7 separate regions of the Mus musculus genome follow, and all the other regions are linked to region 1. A link is a contact called in public Hi-C, HiCAR-type and HiChIP or PLAC-seq data. All regions are on one chromosome and are shown on one strand. The core of a region is the stretch at or near the end of the contact, and the rest is flanking DNA. Distances in the headings are between cores, read along the strand shown. Region 1 has its middle 17 kb from the start of Gm33330. Region 2 has its middle 59 kb from the start of Gm46567. Region 3 has its middle 25 kb from the start of Gm46567. Region 4 has its middle 3.7 kb from the start of Gm46567. Region 5 overlaps Gm32679 (a long non-coding RNA gene). Region 6 has its middle 5.3 kb from the start of Gm52263. Region 7 has its middle 27 kb from the start of Gm52263.

Region 1 (2,672 bases), core at 74-2,573:
GTTTTCTGCCCACAGCCCAGGCCCAGTCTCTGACACCCTGGGCTCTGTGATGATATTGCTCATTTGGATTCTAGGAGGGACGGCTGCTCTTCAAATTAAACTAGTTCCCTCTGGACCCCTGCCACCACTGCCTCGCTGCTAGGAAGTGTCCACTGGCCCTAGGGAGAGCTTTGAACAATTCTGTAGAAACGTGGAACCTGCCAGGAATCAGCTATGTGGCTCGAGGGGGTCCCTTCTAACCTCTTTGGCCTCAGTTTCCCCTGGACTGGAGTGGCTCCTGCCAACTGCCTGGGAATAAGGACCTGAATCTAGGTAGGTAGCAGAGGCTTCAAAGAAGGAAACCAAGCCCTGGAAATGAGAGCTGGGGTCAGGAAAGAAGCACACAGTCTCTCCAATTGCCCTTCCTCTTCTGTCCCCTCAGAAGTAGGCTCTGAAGAAGCTGGCAGGGCAAGGCAGCCATCAGACCAGGGATGGGCAAGCTTCTTTTACTCACATGGCTTGTCTCCAGATGAGGCCTCGCACCAGGGAAGGCAGAATATCAAACAGATGGGAAAGTGGGTGGGATGAAATATGAAGTGGATTATTTATGATAAAGGTCACTGCCTGTGGGGAAAGCCCCCCTGGGCGGGGGTGATGTATCCAGCTAGCTAAGAAGCTAAACAAGGGACTCTCCTTTCCAGAATAAAGCCTCATCCTTAAAAATAGAACACCCCCCCCCACACACACACACACACAGAGCCATTAAAACTCAGAAGCAACTCTCTGCTCCCTACCCCCATAGACGTCGAAAGTCCCTTACAAACGGCCCTGCTTTATGTGTCACAAAGTCAGAGGCAAACCCTGTGTATGAAAACGTTTATTATGAAGACCCACAGAGCTCAACTAAGGGCAGAAAGAAGAGAGAAAGAAACCATGAGAGAGAATGACAGGAGCTGGATTCTGGAGCTGATCAGCAGGTCCCTTGGCTTGGGGAACTTGCCGGGATCCTCGGAAAGAGACAAGGAACCCAGTGAGGTGACGTTGGGACAGGCAGAGAGTGTCAGGGAGCAGCCGCAGGGGTGAACCCGAGTCCCGAAGGAGGCAGAGAACAAAGTGGAGTAAAGGAACCTGTGCCGAGTGGTTGCAGGCGTTCCCCCAACACCAGCACATCTAACGTCAGGCGCGACTAGGCAGCCGCCAGCATTAATTAGGTACAGATGCAGGCACAGGGCAAGCCTCGGCCAGGAGCCGCTCCCGGAGGCGCGCCCCCCAGGCGCAGCCGCCACCTCCGCAGCCCGGACCAGCAGCCGCCCGGAGCGCGGAGTTTTCCCCGTGGCGCCACAGCGCCCCCTCATGGTAGTCTCAGGCAGAGCGGCTTCAGAGAACGGCAGACTCTCAGCCTGGAAGCCAGTACCTTCAGTACATCTCATACTCATTCGGAGTGTTTAAAAATCCTGATGCCTCCACGTTGGCATCCCGTGTTTATTAAATTTGAATATGAGAGCTTGACTTAGGCACCAGGGCTTCAAAAACTCTCTGCAGGAATTTCCAGTCCTTAGTCAAGTTCAGAATCAGCTGTCCTAAAGCGGTAGTTTTGAACTTGATGGGTATTGAAACAACCTCGGAGACAGCGTAAGGACAGATTGCTGGTCGATACCCCAGAGTTTCTGATCCCATGGATCTGTGGTTGGGTCTTGTGAGTCAGCTTTTCATTTCCCAGGGTATAAACAGGACTGGCAGGGATTGAGCACTGACTGGGAGATCGCTAGAAATTCAGGCTTAAAGGCCACCTTCCACCGGCTTAATCACAATCTGTTTGGCACACACGAACGAATCCTCTGATATCAAGGCTGAGAAGTGTTATTTTAAGCACTCTTTGGTCAGATTTCACACAGCAGATTTCTCACCCTCCCCAAGAGTGCTGAATCAGAGGGCAGGATAGGATGTCCCACATCCAATTATCTTGCATCCCGGATGGGAGAAACTGAGACCCAGAGGATGAAAGGATGCCCCAGAACCTGGGTTCCGGGGTGACCTATCATCCCCTGTGGGCTTTGATCTGTCTCCTCCACAAGTCAGGCAGCCAACTGTCAAGAGATACTACTGCCTGGTCTCTGCTCTGTGTCATAGGAGGGGCCGAAGAAGCAAGCAGAGAAAGAGGAAAATGGCAGCAGAGGTTGGGAGGACCTGTCAGCTTCTGACCCTCAGTGCTGAGACTCTCGGCAATCACCTGCTCGTAATTATCTGTCTGAATTCTCAGGAGCGGATTAGAAGCCTATATTATGAACTGACGAAAAGTCTGTAGCACTGTCCCCAACGTGGGTCTAGAAGCAGCACATGGTGGTCTCCATCTTCTTTGTTGATGTCGTCCAGTTATTTGGCAAAGCACTGAGTGGCCGGTGAGGTTGTTCAGGCCTAGGGACAATACTGACTGCAAATAGAAATTTGAGGAGTGCATGATGAGAACTTTTGGTGGCCATTATTTGTTTATGTTTCTATTTTAATTGTTTTACTTATACACTTTTCATCCTGCTCACTGCCTCCTTCCCGGGCACTTCCTCCCATAATCCCCTTCCCTTTCTCCTCTGAGTTGGTAGGGTGCCCTAGGTATCCACCAACCTGGCACATCAAGTCTCTGTGAAGCTAGGTGCATCCTCTCCCACCCAGAAAAGACAGGGTGGTCATTATTCTTG
Region 2 (2,672 bases), core at 118-2,617, 480 kb before region 1:
GAAATCTTCATTATCTTCCAAAACTCAGGGAACATTTCTTTGTCTTTGTGCACCTTTTCTCCTTCCTACAGATTAGTTTGGTAGAGCTGTTACAAAAATACCCAGAATTGGGGAGACACTCCTATTCTTTTAGAGGTCCATCTGGGTCCCAAAGGCATGGAGAAGCAAAACAGCTCACACCGTGGCAGCCAGGAAGCAATAGAAAAAAGGAAGATGTCAAGTAAAATAGTTCCAAGGTCATACCCCAGTGATGTACTTCCTATACCTATAGTAGGCAACTACCTATACCTCTTACCCACTCCCAACAGTGCCATCGTACTATGAATGGATCAAGAGTTGAGTCTGTTGTGTTTTATAAAAAGGGGAGAGGAATATGTTTGGTGGATGTGTGGTCAGGTGTGGGGCATAGGGATACCTCCGAGGGCCCATGCTGAGGCATCCCTTCCCCCTGAGGGACCAGCCACAGGACGGAATACATGGGGAGGGGAGTTGAGAGAGTAGGAGAGAGGGGGGAGCTTAGAGAGACCGCCGTGAGTACATGGAAAGGGGGAGGGGAGGAAACGGCAAGTGAGGGGGAAGGGACAAGAGGACAGAGGGAGAGCAGGAAGGCAAGAAAGCAAAAGAGAGCAGAAGGGGCAAGCAGCCCCTTTTATAGTGAGTCAGGCACACCTGGCTGTTGGCAGGCAACTGTGGGGCGGAGCTTAGACAAAATGCTAACAGAGTCCACTCAGTAGAGCCCCTAAACCTCCCAGGCTGCAATCCTGAAACAGACCATAGAAGAACACAACCTTATCATCCCATCTCATAGGTATTGCTGAATCAGGGCAAGTTGGTCATCACAGTTAATCATATACCATCCACCAGAATCAAGTTCTGGGTTGTTTATGCCCCTCATGCCCATCTACATCAAGAATGGCATCTGGCAAACTGGAACATGGCCACATTGCTGTTTCTGCTCTTCTCACTGGATTGCGAGCTCCGTGAGGACAGGGACCAGGGATTCTATCTTCTCCACGGAAGCTGTATGCTGGTGCCCTGCATTAAGAGCAGCATGGGATAGGAGGTAACCTTGCTCCAGCGTGTTTGTTTGAACACCACAGTCTGGCTGGCCTTACCAAATTGTGACGTTCCCTCTACTCAGGTCAGCACTTTCCATTGGGTCAAGTGTGGGCTGCCAGTGAATTTCCAACCTGATTTCCTCTGCTCTGGTCTCCCTGGGAGGTCTCTGTGCTAGACACAGTCTGACTATGCCTGGAGAAAGCTGACAGCTCTGGCTGCTCACTCCCTGCGACTGCTCTGATGGACTCTGCAAATAGCCACTTCTGCCGCAGGGTGTTCCAGCACCATAATGCAGCATTCAGTGGCTGCTGCCGGGTGTGTGCTGGCAAGTCACAGGGCAAGGCCACCACAGCTCTATAACAATCTAGGTCTGTGCAAGGGCCAGCCTTCTTTCTCTCCTTATTAGCAATTTTCCTCTTAGTCATCTATGTCTCAGAATAAACCCTCCCTTCCCTCCGCCAGGGATCTTTCTCCTCTCAGGCTCCGACTGGCACACACAGCAAAGTCGAAGTCAGATGGCATGTGGGATCAGTGAAGTTCTTTAAAGAGGATCTGGCCCCATCCTCCTTCCCACAGGTGGGGAAACTGAGGCCTGGGGTGGATGGGAGACACCTGAGATCATGCAGAAAGCTGGCATAACACAGAGGGAACTTACATCCTTAACTATTCCACAAATGGCTCTTTCTCTCCACTGCCCTCTCTCATCGAAGCCTAGCCCCTCCAGGATCAAAGAGGGTTCAAGCTTAATTAACATTTAGCCCAGAAACAGGCTCTAAAGAAGGTTTGCCTGAACCCCTTCCCTGGCTCTGGCCACCACACTGACAAAATAAAGAGGTTCTGTCCCATAAGAGTGCCGTCTGCACAGGACAGAAAAGACACACTGTTTGCTGTCCAGAGATCACATTTCATGGAATATTAGAGGTTAAAAATAGATTTGGATACTGACCACAAACTCAAAATAAACTAACTCAGTTTGATTTAATCTTTCATTGAAACAAAAACTGGTTTATGGTTTGTCGTTTATGTATAATTATCCCAAGTGCTAATTTCAATTGGTGTCTTACTATAAAAGAGAGGTGCTGGAGAGATGGCTCACTGAAGAGAGGAGCACACTTGGTTTGGTTCCCAAAAGTCAGGTAACTCAGAAGCTTGACCCTCCAGCCTCTGGGTGTCTGCCATCTTCTGGCATCCATCTACACCCGCAGATATGTGCATACACTCACACGGGCAGTGTTCTATGGATGCAAAGAGACCCCATGACCACAGCAACTCATAAAAATAAGTATTGAACCAGGGCTTGTTTATGGTCTTAGAGGTTTAGTCCATTCTCATCATGGTGGGGAGCATGGTGCCATGGAAACAGACCTGCTGCTGGAGAAGGAGCTGAGAACTCTACATCTGGATTCATAGGCAACAGGAAGAGAGAGACAGTGGGCCTGGCATAGACTTTTGAAACCTCAAAGCCCAAGCCAGTGACACACTTCCTCTGAAGCCACGCCTACCCCATAAGGCCACACCTACCTCAATAAGGCCACACCTACTCTAACAAGGCCACACCTCCTAATCCTTTCAAAAAGCACCACTTCCTGCACTTCAAATATATGAACCTATGG
Region 3 (2,672 bases), core at 122-2,621, 450 kb before region 1:
CCAAGGAACAGAAAGTCCCATATAAATTCACACCAGGTGGTTTGAAGGGAAGCACGTCACAGAAACATGACAATCAACAGAGCCATGTTGGATCAGCCGTTCGTTCCACTTCAGCCACTGAAGATCAGGATGGAGAGTCTATCCAGGAAGAACCCAGTGAGTAAAATATTTTGACACCGGAAGAGAATATCCTGACAGCGCTCCCTCCATCCGCAGTCACGGCTGTGGGACATGGAGGTGAGTAAGTATAGACATGGACCTGTAACATCAAAGGTGGAATATATAGGAAGGACCCTCCTCTTAGCTACAATTTCCTCACGTTCAGAGGGAGGCGTGCGACATTCTCTACCACCTCCCCTTTTTCTTGTAGTGTTCCTTAGCTCATGGTCTGCATCCTCAATGCATAAAAAAGTCCCTCTGAATCAGCCCGAGAGTGAGAGTGCTCTGCCCCACTCCAAGTCACACTGAGAGAGTGACTCCCAGGATCAATTAGCACAAGACAAAATTAGCTGGGTTCTACCTTTGGAAGAATTTGAAGCCATAGTAAACCAAAGACAGGCCACTTGGACTCCAGTTTCAGTCCCACCGTTAACGTAGTCTGGTAGCTTGCAGCATGCTATATCAGTGGGCCCCCATTTTCTCTCTGTAAGGTAATCTAAGATCATTTAATTTTTGAGAGTTCTGGCAACCCGGTCTTCTACCTGTTTTGCAAATAAAGTTTTAGTGATACATACCTTCAGCTATTTATTAAATATCACCTCTGGCTGCTTTTACGCCTCAATGGCAGAGTTGGGTAGCTGAGGCAGACAGCTGCTGTGTGGGCTAGAGCTGAAAATAGTTAATACCTGATCCTTAAAAGCAAAAGAGCTGGGTAACTACACCACCAGAGAGGCTGAGGCACGGGGAGAAGAGACTATTTGCCAAAACACCCTAAGGGAATCAGGGCAGAAAATGGAAATGTCTTCTTCTGATTTTTCTCTGCCAAAAGTTCTCCTGGCCCAAAGCTCACTATCTGAAGATCTGAGCTATGCCTGAGAGCCAGCTAGAAGACCAGGAGCCTGTCTCCTGGGAGAAGCCTGTGGTCTTGAGTAGAGCCTGAGGCTCCAGTGGTAGGGGCAGTCTGCCTGGGTTCTGTCTGGCTCAGGGTCAGCCTGCTGAGCTTCTGAGAGGAGCCAGCTGAGGCTCCTGACAGGCAATGGTTGAGCCTGGAGTCTGAGGAGAGCTGGCTCCCTAAGCCCTTTTAACCACAGGTCCCCCAGATCTAGGTAAACTTTCCTTGGCCTTTGAACTACAAGGGGACATTTCTTCTTGCCTCTGTACTCACTGGCTGTTTCCGCCTTCTGCCATTTATTAATCTCGCTGGTTAACCATTGAACCCAGCTCAGCCTCCTCTAGTTTCCAATCCTGTTCTCCCTGTTGGCTGCAGACAAGGGCCTGCACTAAACAAACCTAAGGTTCTTTTCTTTCTTTTCACAGCTGAAATCAACTGATAAAAGAGGTGGGGCTGGGGTGCAGTTTGCTAAAAAGACACTCCCTAAAGCCCTGGTGAGGAGGTGAGAAACCCTTTCCAAGGCAGGCCAGCTATGTTTAAAGAAATACATCACTGTAACACACACACACACACACACACACACACACACACACACACACATATACATACACACAGACACACACACACACACACTCATACATGCACACACACATACAGACATGCACACACTCACACAGCTTAATCAGAGTAGAGGCATAATTTAGAGAAGATGTCTATAATTTCTTCATCGTTGAATCAGATTGCTTGTCTCTAAACACAAATGCCATTTGAGTTTAGCTTCCCCAGTTAAAGATGCATGCTTTAGAGGGGGAGCATGCCAATTGTCGTAGTGGTAGGGAGCTGGAGGGAAGGGGAAGGGGAAAGGGAAGGGGAGAGGGGAAGGGGAAGGGGAAGGGGAAGGGGAGAGGGGAAGGGGAAGGGGAAGGGGAAGGGGAAGGGAAAGGGGAGAGGGGGACCAAGAAGGGCCTTCTGAGCACAGGGTTTGGGGGCTTGACATCAGCCACACCCTAGTTTCCTTTAGAGTATTAGAACTCTCTAGAACACCAGCTCTGTGAGGACCAGCATTTTATTTATCTACTGCTACATCCCTAGCACCAAGCCTAGTGCCCAGCAAGAGGTAGGTACTTAAATATCTGTTAAATGCATGGGTGACAGGATGCAAATTAGTGGCCTGGTCACTAGTCCCAATCTTTTGGGAAGATGGACATTTCACATGTTCATTGGCTCCCCTTCTGATGAATCCGGAAGCCCTGGCCCAGTTAGGACAAAATTCACAAAGGACAAGGGGGAGGACCCCCCTGAACCATTAACACAGTTCCAGGGACCTAAGTGTTTGTCTATCAAAAAACTCAGAGACAGTGCCCAGCACAGCCCCTTTCTGTGGCTGTCTGCCTACCATTGAAAGGGACAGATTTCCACCGTGGACATTTCTACTCTAATGACTCCCACTGCTGTGAGCAGTAATGTGTGCTGGGCAACTCATCTGTGTTTGTCTTTAATGCCCATGATAGCCTTGCTGTGTGGTGTGAGCCCTTTTATAGCTTAGGAAAAGAGCTGCAAGTGAACTTGCCAAGGTTGGAGAGCATAGCTTGGCCTGTCTTATCTTTGGCTGACGACAGAG
Region 4 (2,672 bases), core at 48-2,547, 420 kb before region 1:
CCCTCCTGGGCTGAGCAAAGCAAGATATGTCCGGTAATTAAACCCTGCTTCTTGTGGTTCTTCTGCCCTAGAGAAGAACAACTCTCTAATTGGGAAAGGGCACAGCAAATGCACTGTCAGGTTACCAGAGTTTTCCAGAGTCTTGGCCTTGACTTTGGCAGTTAAGGGATCAGTTTCCGGGAGAGGAACAGGTTCGGGCAGTCTGATTTAGAATGACTCAGTCTGCAAGGACTGCGCCAAACTCAATGAATTGATTCACCTGTGAGATAATTCTGCCCAGAAAGATTGTAGCTAAGAGCACTGGCTTTGGAGTAGGAGGCAGCTGTGTTTGAACTTCTCTTCCTCATGGCCCAGCTCTGTGACCCCAGACATCTTAGTCACTCTTTCCCACTTACCTTCGGACACTGAATAATGACATCTCCTGTGATGTCTGAGCCTTAAATAGAATGCTGTACATGAAATGGCTAGTGGAGTGGTTGGAGCTTAGTGCTTGCCCAACACATGGCAATTCTTACAATCTTTGTTAAGAATTGTGTTTGGAAACTAGGTTTGGCCATTGGATAAGATCTCTTCTGACCAGTAGGTAGTCCCTTCCCCCCTTCACTCACTCACACACACACACACACACACACACACACACACACACACACACACATCTCGCTCAGAAGGATACTGGAAGCCCTCAATTCAATGGAGGGGCCATAACTGTACTAGTGGCACCCACGCCTTTCCATGTCACCCCAAAGCATTTCCATTCAAATGTCTAATGCTGTTTCTGGACTCAGAGCTCTGTCTTCCCCTGGACAGAGCGGCTCAGAGCAACACTGACCAGCCCTGACCTCTCTGCTAACTTCCTGTGGTAAACTCCGGTTCTCCCTGTGAGGCCCTGGTCACATAGACCTTCGCCTGTGAGACTATATCATCTGCCCAGGGACTGACCACATGCCAACCAGGCATCAGCACATCTAGCCTAAGGAGTCCCAGCCATGAGAAACACAGCTGGTTTCTCTTTCTGAGGTTGAAGTCTATTGGGACAAAAAGCAGGCACAGAAGCCAACCCAAGTCATTCCAGCTCCTGCCAATTGTCAGGAGGAATAAAAGCATGATGTGACAGAGAGCCCTGGAGGGAGAAGTGACTAGAAAAGGCCTCTCTGAGGAGGTAGCATTTAGCCTGAGGCCTGAAGGACAAGGGGGAGCCAGCCCTGCCAAGATCTGGGAACACGGGGTTCCTGGCATAAGGAGCAGCTTTTCCCTTCGGAGGAGGGAAAGAACTCGATGTGTTTCTCATGATCCGACCAGGATGGAGCAGATGGTGGAAGAGTGGGGGAGGAAGAACCGTGGCTGTCAGAGGCAGCCTCCCTCCTCTGTGCACCGTTCGCCCAGCTGGATGTTTGATGTGAGAATCAGACTCCTTGACATTTATTGAACACCTACTCTGTGCGGAGCGCTGTGCGGGCGCTTTCTGTCTTCCTCCTTATTAAATCCTCCATCTTCCAACCACCTCTCTGTTTATGCAATGGCTCCATGGATGCCCTTGTCCTAGGTGCTATCATTAGCTCTCTGTGGGGGTCTGGATCTCTCTGCCCATCCCCCACTCCAACTAGTCCCTAAGCTCCAATTGTCAGGCTCCTTGGTATCTCAGCACATCAAACTAAAATGGTGTGGTCATGCGGAGGCTGAGGCTGTTCCTCACTCTGTTGCCTGCCGGTGGATCCTAACCGGGATACCTTGTCTGGCCTCAGTGGGAGAGATGGTGCCTAGTCTGACAGGGATTTGATATGTCAAGATGGATTGGTACCCAGGGTGAGTCCGTGTCCCCCCCCCCCCCCCCCCCCGTCTTAGAGGAGAAGGGGAGAGGGAGTAGAGGAGGGGCTATGTGAGGGGGAACTAGAAGGAGAGGGGGGCTGTGATCGGGATGTAAAGTGAATACATAAATTAATGGCAAAAGAGTAAATGTTCAAAGGAAACAAATGTCCTTTAGGAAAACGTGTTAAATAATGCCCCAGTTACACACACACACACACACACACACACACACACAGGTACTGTCCTGCTTGCTAAGTTCCAGACAATATGCACATTCCTTGTCTTGGGCAGCTTTAGGAGTAGGAGAAGATAAGAACAGAAATGGATGCTTTTCAGATTAAGTTTGTAGACTCACACTGGGCTGCCATGGTTGATTCGGTACCTTCATGAGTGTGGTATAGGCTGACAAGTTTTTGGTGTTACACACAGTGGTCAATCTAACCCTTTATGTGTTAGTATCTACTATAGAGGGTAAGAATCATCCCAGGCTGTCCTCCAGTGGAACAAGGTGGTCTGGACAAGCCATGTAGCCTGCTTAGAACTGGAATGACCCATCTGTCCTACACCTCATCGTTAGGAACCTACCCTGAGCTCTATAGACCCTGCGATAGAAATCCTCTCACACGGAAAGATGGAGTCAGCGTCCTGTGCTCTTTAACTAAAGAACTGTAAGGTCGACTGTGTACAGGCTTTCACAGAAGTACCAGAAATATGTATATGGGAAGAAGGTGAACTTTGAACTCTAGTATGTAAGTAATAGAAGAGAAGAGGACCTCAAGTATGGTTTTCATCTTTTTTTTTTTTTTGAGCATACAATTATAAAAAATGTGAAAGAGAAAGAAAGAAAGAAAGAAAGAAAGAAAGAA
Region 5 (2,672 bases), core at 123-2,622, 400 kb before region 1:
TGCAATTGGACACAGTGTTCAACAAGATGGAGAATACCTCAGGGCCCAGTCCCTTCTTCTGTCTGTGGACAGCAAAGCATCCAGGACAGCATATTCACTTTCCAGATGGGAAGAGACAGGAGCCACCTCTGGGATTCAGGGACAGAAAACACAAATAGACGACTCTCCGTGGTGCATTTGCAAACTTACATTTAATGTCTTATAGAATATTTAAAGTTAATCAAGTCTGGGTCCTTTGCTAAGGAAACATGAGGGTCCACGATGCTCTTCATACAGGATGCAGTCAATGCCTAAGATGGTGAATCGTCCTTCCTGCCTGCTCATAGGGGGACTAATGGGCACTTGTAATAATACATTACACAAAGGAAGATATACAAGAAAAGAATCTAGATCTCCTAGTCTGGGGAAAGCGGACCGAGCCTCGCGTGACTCTTTTGCTTCCGTTCCACTTTTTTGTTTTGAGACAAGGTCTCCAACGACTTTGAACTTTTTTTTTTTAAAGATTTATTTATTTATTTATTTATTTTATGTATATGAGTACACTGTAGCTGTACAGATGTTTGTGAACTCAGGACCTCTACTCGCTTTGACCCAGCTGGCTCCAGCCCTGCTCATTCCAGCCCAAAGATTTATTTATCATTATTTGTAAGTACACTGTAGCTGTCTTGAGACACACCAGAAGAGGGCGTCAGATCTCATTATGGATGGCTGTGAGCCACCATGTGGTTGCTGGGATTTGAACTCAGGACCTTCGGAAGAGCAGTCAGTGCTCTTACCTGCTGAGCCATCTCACCAGCCTGACCTTGAATTCCTGATCTTTCTGCCCCTACTTCCTAAGTCCTGGCTGTCCAGGCAAGAGTCACTACATATGGCTTTCATCTTTTGTTCGTTTTTGTTTGTTTGTTTGTTTGAGACAGAGTTTCTCTGTATAACCAGCTCTGGCTGTCCTGGACTCACTTTGTAAACCAGGCTGGACTCGAACTCACAGAGATCCTCCTCTCTCTGCCAACCAAGTGCTAGTATCAAAGACGCGCCCCACCACGCCCAGCTGGCCTGAATCTCTTAAATTTCATCAGTGCACCCGAGGAATGGTGAAGAGATCCATGCCCCCTCTATTGACGTTCGCATTCACGTTTTCTTTAAAAAAAAAAAAAAAAAAAAAAAAATTCCTCAGACTGAGCAGTCTGAGCAAGTAAGGCTCTACTAGCTTATCTAAGCGCCCCGCCCCCACTTGCCAGTTGCGGTAGTGCGGTCTGCGAACAGCTAAGACACTTCCCAAGGTTTCTGTGTCCCCGCATGTTGCCACCCTGTGCTGCCAGCAACGCTTGCAGCTTTCTGGTTTTGTATTTCATCTCAGCCTTAGCAGGATGTGTGAGCAGAGAGAGCATCTGGCAGAATGGCACCGCGAAATGGGAACCAGACGCTCGGTCGAGCGCCACCGAGAGCTGTTTATCCGTGGAATTAACCTTTTGTTCTGCGTTTGCTCTGTGGTAGGCTTGCACTGTGCTTTTAAATTCGCACCCTGCCCCGTGTCTCCAAGAGGCAGCCTGGTTCTGCTGAGTCAGCGCTTCTCGGGCCTGGCAGAGGCGACTCGGAGCAACTGGTAGCAAGAAAAGCTTGCAGCAGCCCCCTCTGGCAGTCACCTTTGGCTCCCTGTAGATTTACGACGGCAGCAGATGGGCCCAGGTGGACTCAAGTGAGAGTCTCAGACAGGCCCAGTTCCTCTGACTACTGTAATTGTGTCTAGACCAGAGGGAAGGCGCGCACACCTCCTGAATGCACTTTGAAACAACTCAAAAGTGTGAAAGGAATTTACTACCACAGGAAGGTCTGGTCCAGGCAAGACACCAGAATGGGTCCAGAGGAAAGGAGGGAAAGCAGGAAGGAAGGAAGGGAGGGAGGGAGGGAGGGAGGAAGGAAGGAGAGGGGGAAGGAGAGAAGGAGTGAGAGGGAAGGAAGGAGAGAGGGAGACAAGAGCTAAATTAGCCCAGATACCATCTTCCCTACCAGTCTGACTCGCAGGTAGTAATGCTTACTGATAGTCAGGCAGATTACTTCTCATGATTCAGCTCTGCGAGGGACAGCCTACCTTCGTGTGTCCGTCTGGAGGATCAGATGGTGCTGGGCATAATACCAGGGGAGGTGGCAGCAGTAATCCATGATCTTGATAGGTTTACATGGAAGCTCCCTCCAGATAGGAAACAGATCAAAGGGCCCCGGCTCTGGTTAAAGAACTAGGTGGCCAGGGGCCCAACGTCCTGCTACCTTGCTTCCCCCTTTCTCCATCAGTGGGCCCACCTAAGGGGAGACCCCTGAGAAGAGTTAGTTCTAGCAGCAGTACAAGACACCCTAGGTGAACTGTATTTCTGGGTTTTCCACCAAAGGGGATCATAGGTTGCTGGGGTCAGAGGAGAAGAAGAGGGAAGCAAGCTTGGGGCTGGGGGTCTCCCTGTGGCAGATACACATTTCCAGGCTATAGCGTGCTGCATGTGACCAAAACTTCCTTGAACTGCACCCGTGGCCCCACATCCAGATAACCAGGCTTCATCTGGGTGCCATGTGTCTGGTGTCTCAGAGATTTCATTTTAACATTGAAAATATAAACATCACAGTAAGGGGAAGGCTTCATCTAGTCACCTTATGCTTATGAAAAAGGTTTTCTTGTGACTTAC
Region 6 (2,672 bases), core at 85-2,584, 340 kb before region 1:
GTGTGAGTGACAGAGCTGTACCACAGGATGTCAAGGATTGACAGACACCACTGGAAGTTGGAGTAGGCGGGTCTAATTGAGTACCAGGGGAACCAGGGCCTTGCTGGTGTTTTGATCTAGACTCCCAGTCCCAAGAACTCTCCCTGCTGTTTAAACCATACTCTCTTTGCTTGACACTTTGACATAGCAGATGTAGTGGACCAACAGGCACCCTAATACCCCCTCATGTTTTCCTGTATACTTCTATAGCAGTGGTCCTCAACCTTCCTAATGCTGTGACCCTTTAATACAGTTCCTCTTGTTGTGGTGACCCCCCCCCCAGGCCATAAAATTATTTTTGTTGCTACCATGATGAATCACAATGTAAAAATCTGTGTATTCCAATGTCTTTGTGACCCCTATGAAAGGATCATTCGACTCCCCCCGCCCCACACACACACACAAAGGGATTTCACATCGCAGGTTGAGAACCACTGTTCTTTAATAACATTGACCCGAAAACTCTACAGTACAGGTTTACACTTCTTTGTTATTTCTAAAGCGCTTTGCCTCGGATCTAGCAACTTCACCTGAGATCCCTTCAGGAAGCTGAGTAGAGAGAACCTCGCCGGGATCGATGTTTCTGGATGCTGGTGCTCCAGAGAAGCGAGCTGAAGAGAAGGCAGCATTTTGCAGGATGGTGGAGGTCCTTATGAGCTGCAACCTGTGCATACAGGCTGTCATCTACCTTTCCTTCAGCCCGACAGAGAGTGGGTCCACGGAGCTTCTGTACAGCTCCGGTCATCAGCAGACACTTAATCTATGTTTCCAGGAGCCTGCACCAAGGTGTCACCCCAAGTGTATGGCAGGAGACCTTTACTAGGAATCAGAGCTGCTGGAACCTGACCTTGGTTCTGACTTCACCAGCTCTGCCAGCTTTTCTTTATCTAAATAAGTGGGCGCACCACCCCTACCTCCCAGGGTGATGCTGGGCTGCAAATCAGACAAAGCCCCAGACGTGTGTTGAAAATAGTACAGCGTTGTGCAAATGGAAAGTCGTGAAATCATTATCACCATCTTCCTCCACTGGTTGTCGATGCCTGGGGGAGTGAGGAGAGAGCCACAGGAGAGCCAGGAAAGTGGAATCAAAGTGTCCAGTGGGAAAAGAGAAGTCCACAGTGAGGCCAGATCCTCTGGTATTGGCGGCCTGGGGAGCAACCAGTCAAGATGCGCTCTCCTGGTGGGTCATAAAATGAGTTTACGTAGGGAGGAAGCAGGATGTATAAAGCCCAGGAGCCTGATCTGTTTCTGAGATCAAACAGAGCAGCATTGTGCCGGGGTGTGGAGCTGATGTCAGCGTCTAGAATGCTGGTCGGAATCGCCCTGGTTACGCAGCTGGACCGGAATAAGGGCAAGGCTGTATCTGAACTCATTCATTTTTACAACCAACTGAACTGTTCTGCCTTTTGGAGGGGGAGTAGGATTGGGGAGGTGGTGCAAGAGGAGAACAAGGGAAGGAAGGGGAGAGGGAGGGGCTCACATGTATGGAACAGGGGGCTTCCCACCAGCAGACACTATCTCATTATTCCCTGCAAAGCCCAGCTTCCAACCTCCAGCGCCCAGGACAGGCAGAGCCACTCCATCGTGGTTTTTTTGCCAGCCCAGGGAAAGGAAACCCCGGGCCAGTGAGCCCAGAGGATAATTAGAGTGCCACAAGCCACTCCTGGGAGTTCAGGTTATGTCAATGTTTCCATTCTCTGCCTCACTTTTCAGGGGTTTATAACGGAGCTATAAAAACTCCTGCCAGCTGAGAATTTGGCAGGCCAGGTCTCAGCAACCGAGGGGCTGTTTTTCTAATTCAATTCAGCTGCTTGTAACCTGAGGTGGAGGAACACATTGTACATTTGGATAACGCAATGGGGGCTTAGGGCTGAAGGGCTGCATACTGGTCTGCTCCCTGGTACCCCCTCCTCTCACTTTGCCTTCGTTTCTCTGTGTTATGGGAAAAGAAACAGCACTATACACACGCACCCCAAACACTTCCTGAGCCAAGAGTCTATGGACACCTTCCAAGAGCGGCTAATGCAACTGCTCTCCGTTATTGCAAAGTCTCCATTATCGCAGGGTCTCCCGGTCAACATCCTTCTGAGCATGCAAACGTGTTGTTGAAGCATCTCACCTAAACCCTGTGAGTCCTGCGGAGGAGCTATCAGTGCAAAAGCGACCACAAACTCCAGCGAGGGACAGTCCTTCTATGCTGTTCTAACAAGATCTGATCTGAACTGATGAGTGTTCTGCCAGTCTCAGCGATGAGTTCACTAGCCTTCTGGGCCAAAATCCATGATGTAAAAAGCCCAAGCACAGTGCGATGGTGAAGACTCTCTCTCCCTCTCCCTCATCTCCCTCTCCCTCTCCCTCTCCCTCTCCCTCTCCCTCTCCCTCTCCCTCTCCCTCTCCCTCTCCCTCTCCCTCTCCCTCTCCCTCCCCCTCCCCTCCCCCCTCCCCTCCCCCTCCCCTCCCCCTCTCCCTCTCCCTCTCCCTCCCCCTCTCCCTCTCCCTCTCCCTCCCCCCTCCTCCCCCTCATTTATTGTTAGCATTATACTTATTACTTGTCTCTGTGCTTTACGTCAGTTATTTGTGCATGTCTTTTACATACGATGCATCCCTTATGAGCAAGTTCTGAATTTGTCAGA
Region 7 (2,672 bases), core at 112-2,611, 320 kb before region 1:
TCCTCTGGTACACAGAGATGAGTCTGATGTTCCAAACCAAACATCCCTGCTCCTGTGACCTTCTGTCATCTGTGTTCCTGTCGCTTGCTCTCCTGGCTAAGGTCCGGGAGATATCTATGGTCAGAATGAAGTTATGATAACCGGAACCAGTGTCATTCAAACTGACACCATATGGCAACAGTGCCGCTAAAGCTGGGTCCTCATGCACATAGACTGAAGTGTAACACTCTTGGACATATGGAAAGGGACTCCTGATGCTACCTGTCACCTTGTCCCCAAAGCCAACTGAAAACATTATGTTGCTCCTAATGCAAACACACAGTGGGCAGGGGATGGTAATCAAGCCCCAGCAGCTGTAGTCTCTCTCCAGAACCACCCTCTGTTCTCCCCCCCGACCCCCCCCCCGAAATTCTGATTCTGACTGGGATGAGATATAACTTCCTCAGAGCCTTTCCATCATCTGTAGTTCTCAGTATGGATGGCTCTTCACTCTCTGAAGGGAATCTGTATTCCAAAGACACTCATCATCCCCAACGCAGGAGGCTTTACAAGACTCCGTGGAAGTCTGGCTAAGAGGCACCGAGGAAGCAACATTACATGCTGGTTAACAGACTGAGGATCCCACTTAAGCAGGTCCCCCCAACTACATACAGTATGATGGCCTAATCCCTGGGCCTCCACAGCCCAGCCTACCATTCCCCTACTTCTCAGGAATTCCACTGGCATCTCAGAGTGCAGCCATGAACCAGATTCTTCAAAAAAGGCAAACAGTCTGGAGGAATTAGGAAGATGTAGCTGCATAAGAAATTGGCTCCTGAAGCTGCTCCCTGGCAGTGGTGGTGCACACCTTTAATCCCAGCACTCAGAAGGCAGAAACAGGCGAATCTCTGAGTTCCGGGCCAGCCGGGTCTACAGAGTGAGGGGGAAAAAGGCTCCTTTTATCACTGTAACATCGAACACTGCATGGAAGATTAAACAGGTCTGTTTACTGACATAAACGGGCCTGGCATTATTTAATTGTCTAGATGGGGAAACTGAGGCTCTGAGAAGAGAATGTAAATTATCCCCATTGATATAGTTAGCCAGAAGAGGGGTAGATTAGAATTAAAACCTCCAATTGCTGTCTGATGCTTTATAGTAGCATACTCGCAGTTATAGCCCACCACCACCCCTGCCTCAACTCCCAAGTTAACAGGGGTTCCAAACAGCCCTTGTCCTGTAGCTCTACCCCTGAACCCATGATGGCGCAGTGACATCCTGCAAATAAAGAGGCCCCAAAGAACAGACAACCACACCCTGGGACACTCCAGGCGCTGCTGACTCAGGAGGAGCATTCCCACGGGTGACCACAGCCTGCTCCAGGCTGTTGCCCAGGAGACAAAAGAATCAGCACAGAGCTGCCTGCCCTGCCCAGACTCTCAGGGCAATAGCTTTAGCCCAGAAGCTGGCAAGCGCTCACCACTTGGGTGTGACTCGGCGGGGTGCCCGGGCCGGCAAGCCTGTCCAGGTCTCCATTCCTAGTAACACACTCATGCGTGTGGGAGAAGAGTCATCAGCCCAGCTGCAGCCCAATCTCCGCAGCTGATTGGAACAGGGGATGTCAGAAATCTTCACCAGACCGAGCCTTTTTCTGTGAGGTTACTTGAATGTGAGCTTTAATGCCATTCTTTCGAAGAGTTAAACAGCAGGCTCATAGATGCATCCGTGTTCTAAACAAGCATGTCTTCTCATCCACACTAGGAATAGGTGCCATACTCCTCCACCCTGGGGAGACAGTCCTGTGGTCATTACTGAGCGCAGGTATGTGAAGCAAGATGGAAAGGCTCCAGAGAAGACCAAGCAGCCTCCCTTCAAATCCTACTCTTCTAGTTATTTGTTTACTCACTTATTTATTATGTACTTACTTGTTTGTTTTTGAGGCAGGGGTTTTCTGTGTAGCCATGACTGTCCTAGGAACTCACTCAGTAGAGTAAGCTGGCCTGGAACTCACAGAGATCCACCTGCCTCTGCCTCCTGAGTGCTGGGATCAAAGGCATGCACCACCATGACTTGGCCTGTTCTCCTTTCTAATAGCTGTCTGACCTTAGGTACAGAAGTTGGCATCATCATACCTAAGCTTGCTTGCTTGCTTCCTTCCTTCCTTCCTTCCCTCCCTCCTCTCTTCTCTCTTTATATTTTTTCTCTTATTTTCTTTTTGTTCTCACCCACTACTGTAGTAGAAGCTTATGCACAGAATATGGGAATACCAAGATCAGGGATATAACCTACATCATTTCAGAAAGAGACAATTATTGATCTTCCCTCTTTGTATTGAGAGCACCAGGTGCAATCAGCCAGGTCTGGTTCACCCTGACCCCAGGTGCAGAGCACATGCCTGTGCGAAGCCTGGAGTCTTCCAATAGCTGTTTCAGGCAGAGTTCAGGCAAAGACCCAGCAAAAGGGAGGTTGGCTTGGCCTGCCTGTCCCTTGTAACCTCTCTGCTTTCTCATCTGTGACTGGAGAATGCTAATACTCAACTCACTGAGTTACGATAGTTAATAAGATGGTGTTGTCAAGGTTTGGATAGTATGATGGACCTTCACTGACAACCAAATTGGATTAAGGACACTGGTAAGCCACATTCTCAGAGATGCCTATGAGAGCATCCAGAAGGGATTAATGGAAGGAAAAAA

The links. Hi-C and Micro-C count contacts between places; a contact is called where the count stands out from the background. HiCAR-type assays count read pairs that join an accessible place to other places. HiChIP or PLAC-seq counts read pairs in DNA pulled down with a chosen protein or histone mark.
Region 2: an HNF4G HiChIP or PLAC-seq map of pancreatic cancer cells shows a contact between it and region 1. The contact joins two enhancer-like sites. A contact is called at or near these places in 6 of 484 Hi-C or Micro-C datasets (bone marrow-derived DN2 thymocytes, bone marrow-derived macrophages, cardiac endothelial cells and 3 more) and 14 of 115 datasets of contacts at active chromatin or transcription factors (astrocytes, craniofacial prominence, embryonic basal ganglia and 9 more).
Region 3: an HNF4G HiChIP or PLAC-seq map of pancreatic cancer cells shows a contact between it and region 1. The contact joins two enhancer-like sites. A contact is called at or near these places in 2 of 15 datasets of contacts at CTCF or cohesin (embryonic stem cells and large pre-B cells), 3 of 484 Hi-C or Micro-C datasets (bone marrow-derived macrophages, embryonic stem cells and liver) and 18 of 115 datasets of contacts at active chromatin or transcription factors (bone marrow-derived dendritic cells, bone marrow-derived macrophages, craniofacial prominence and 10 more).
Region 4: a contact with region 1 is called in a HiCAR-type map of fibro-adipogenic progenitors, with 6 times the contacts expected there. The contact joins two enhancer-like sites. A contact is called at or near these places in 3 of 15 datasets of contacts at CTCF or cohesin (embryonic stem cells, large pre-B cells and pro-B cells), 28 of 484 Hi-C or Micro-C datasets (the C10 cell line, the C2C12 cell line, the G1E-ER4 cell line and 17 more) and 23 of 115 datasets of contacts at active chromatin or transcription factors (the NIH/3T3 cell line, astrocytes, craniofacial prominence and 15 more).
Region 5: a contact with region 1 is called in a Hi-C map of the G1E-ER4 cell line, with 2.5 times the contacts expected there. The contact joins two enhancer-like sites. A contact is called at or near these places in 3 of 15 datasets of contacts at CTCF or cohesin (embryonic stem cells, large pre-B cells and pro-B cells), 20 of 484 Hi-C or Micro-C datasets (CD8 T cells, the G1E-ER4 cell line, the THB-7 cell line and 11 more), 14 of 115 datasets of contacts at active chromatin or transcription factors (T-cell acute lymphoblastic leukemia, bone marrow-derived macrophages, craniofacial prominence and 8 more) and 2 of 9 other capture datasets (embryonic stem cells and embryonic tail).
Region 6: a contact with region 1 is called in a Hi-C map of neural progenitor cells, with 4 times the contacts expected there. The contact joins two enhancer-like sites. A contact is called at or near these places in 3 of 15 datasets of contacts at CTCF or cohesin (embryonic stem cells, large pre-B cells and pro-B cells), 8 of 484 Hi-C or Micro-C datasets (the AML12 cell line, bone marrow-derived macrophages, embryonic fibroblasts and 5 more), 3 of 115 datasets of contacts at active chromatin or transcription factors (astrocytes, embryonic stem cells and pancreatic cancer cells) and 1 of 9 other capture datasets (embryonic tail).
Region 7: a Hi-C map of embryonic fibroblasts shows a contact between it and region 1, with 3 times the contacts expected there. The contact joins two enhancer-like sites. A contact is called at or near these places in 2 of 15 datasets of contacts at CTCF or cohesin (embryonic stem cells and large pre-B cells), 15 of 484 Hi-C or Micro-C datasets (the AML12 cell line, the C2C12 cell line, adipose-derived mesenchymal stem cells and 6 more), 5 of 115 datasets of contacts at active chromatin or transcription factors (embryonic stem cells, fibro-adipogenic progenitors, large pre-B cells and 1 more) and 1 of 9 other capture datasets (embryonic stem cells).

What each region holds. Positions count from the first base shown.
Region 1 is chr16:30,235,213-30,237,884 of GRCm38.p6, forward strand. No RefSeq gene overlaps it. Among named protein-coding and RNA genes, the nearest start is that of Gm33330, 17 kb to the right of the region's middle. Within about 2 kb of position 1,324, at least 118 of the 459 cell types and tissues checked have an H3K27ac peak or open chromatin away from gene starts, as enhancers often do. A contact at or near this core is called in the G1E-ER4 cell line, T-cell acute lymphoblastic leukemia, cerebral cortex and 9 more, where this site is marked.
Region 2 is chr16:29,753,689-29,756,360 of GRCm38.p6, forward strand. No RefSeq gene overlaps it. Among named protein-coding and RNA genes, the nearest start is that of Gm46567, 59 kb to the right of the region's middle. Within about 2 kb of position 1,368, at least 47 of the 459 cell types and tissues checked have an H3K27ac peak or open chromatin away from gene starts, as enhancers often do. A contact at or near this core is called in pancreatic cancer cells, where this site is marked.
Region 3 is chr16:29,786,985-29,789,656 of GRCm38.p6, forward strand. No RefSeq gene overlaps it. Among named protein-coding and RNA genes, the nearest start is that of Gm46567, 25 kb to the right of the region's middle. Within about 2 kb of position 1,372, at least 32 of the 459 cell types and tissues checked have an H3K27ac peak or open chromatin away from gene starts, as enhancers often do. A contact at or near this core is called in liver and pancreatic cancer cells, where this site is marked.
Region 4 is chr16:29,815,939-29,818,610 of GRCm38.p6, forward strand. No RefSeq gene overlaps it. Among named protein-coding and RNA genes, the nearest start is that of Gm46567, 3.7 kb to the left of the region's middle. Within about 2 kb of position 1,298, at least 39 of the 459 cell types and tissues checked have an H3K27ac peak or open chromatin away from gene starts, as enhancers often do. A contact at or near this core is called in cerebral cortex, fibro-adipogenic progenitors, forebrain and 1 more, where this site is marked.
Region 5 is chr16:29,838,084-29,840,755 of GRCm38.p6, forward strand. The region is part of intron 2 of Gm32679 (a long non-coding RNA gene); the gene reads right to left. Among named protein-coding and RNA genes, the nearest start is that of Gm32679, 11 kb to the right of the region's middle. Within about 2 kb of position 1,373, at least 133 of the 459 cell types and tissues checked have an H3K27ac peak or open chromatin away from gene starts, as enhancers often do. A contact at or near this core is called in the G1E-ER4 cell line, T-cell acute lymphoblastic leukemia, cerebral cortex and 3 more, where this site is marked.
Region 6 is chr16:29,892,622-29,895,293 of GRCm38.p6, forward strand. No RefSeq gene overlaps it. Among named protein-coding and RNA genes, the nearest start is that of Gm52263, 5.3 kb to the left of the region's middle. Within about 2 kb of position 1,335, at least 88 of the 459 cell types and tissues checked have an H3K27ac peak or open chromatin away from gene starts, as enhancers often do. A contact at or near this core is called in embryonic fibroblasts and neural progenitor cells, where this site is marked.
Region 7 is chr16:29,914,115-29,916,786 of GRCm38.p6, forward strand. No RefSeq gene overlaps it. Among named protein-coding and RNA genes, the nearest start is that of Gm52263, 27 kb to the left of the region's middle. Within about 2 kb of position 1,362, at least 97 of the 459 cell types and tissues checked have an H3K27ac peak or open chromatin away from gene starts, as enhancers often do. A contact at or near this core is called in embryonic fibroblasts, fibro-adipogenic progenitors and pancreatic cancer cells, where this site is marked.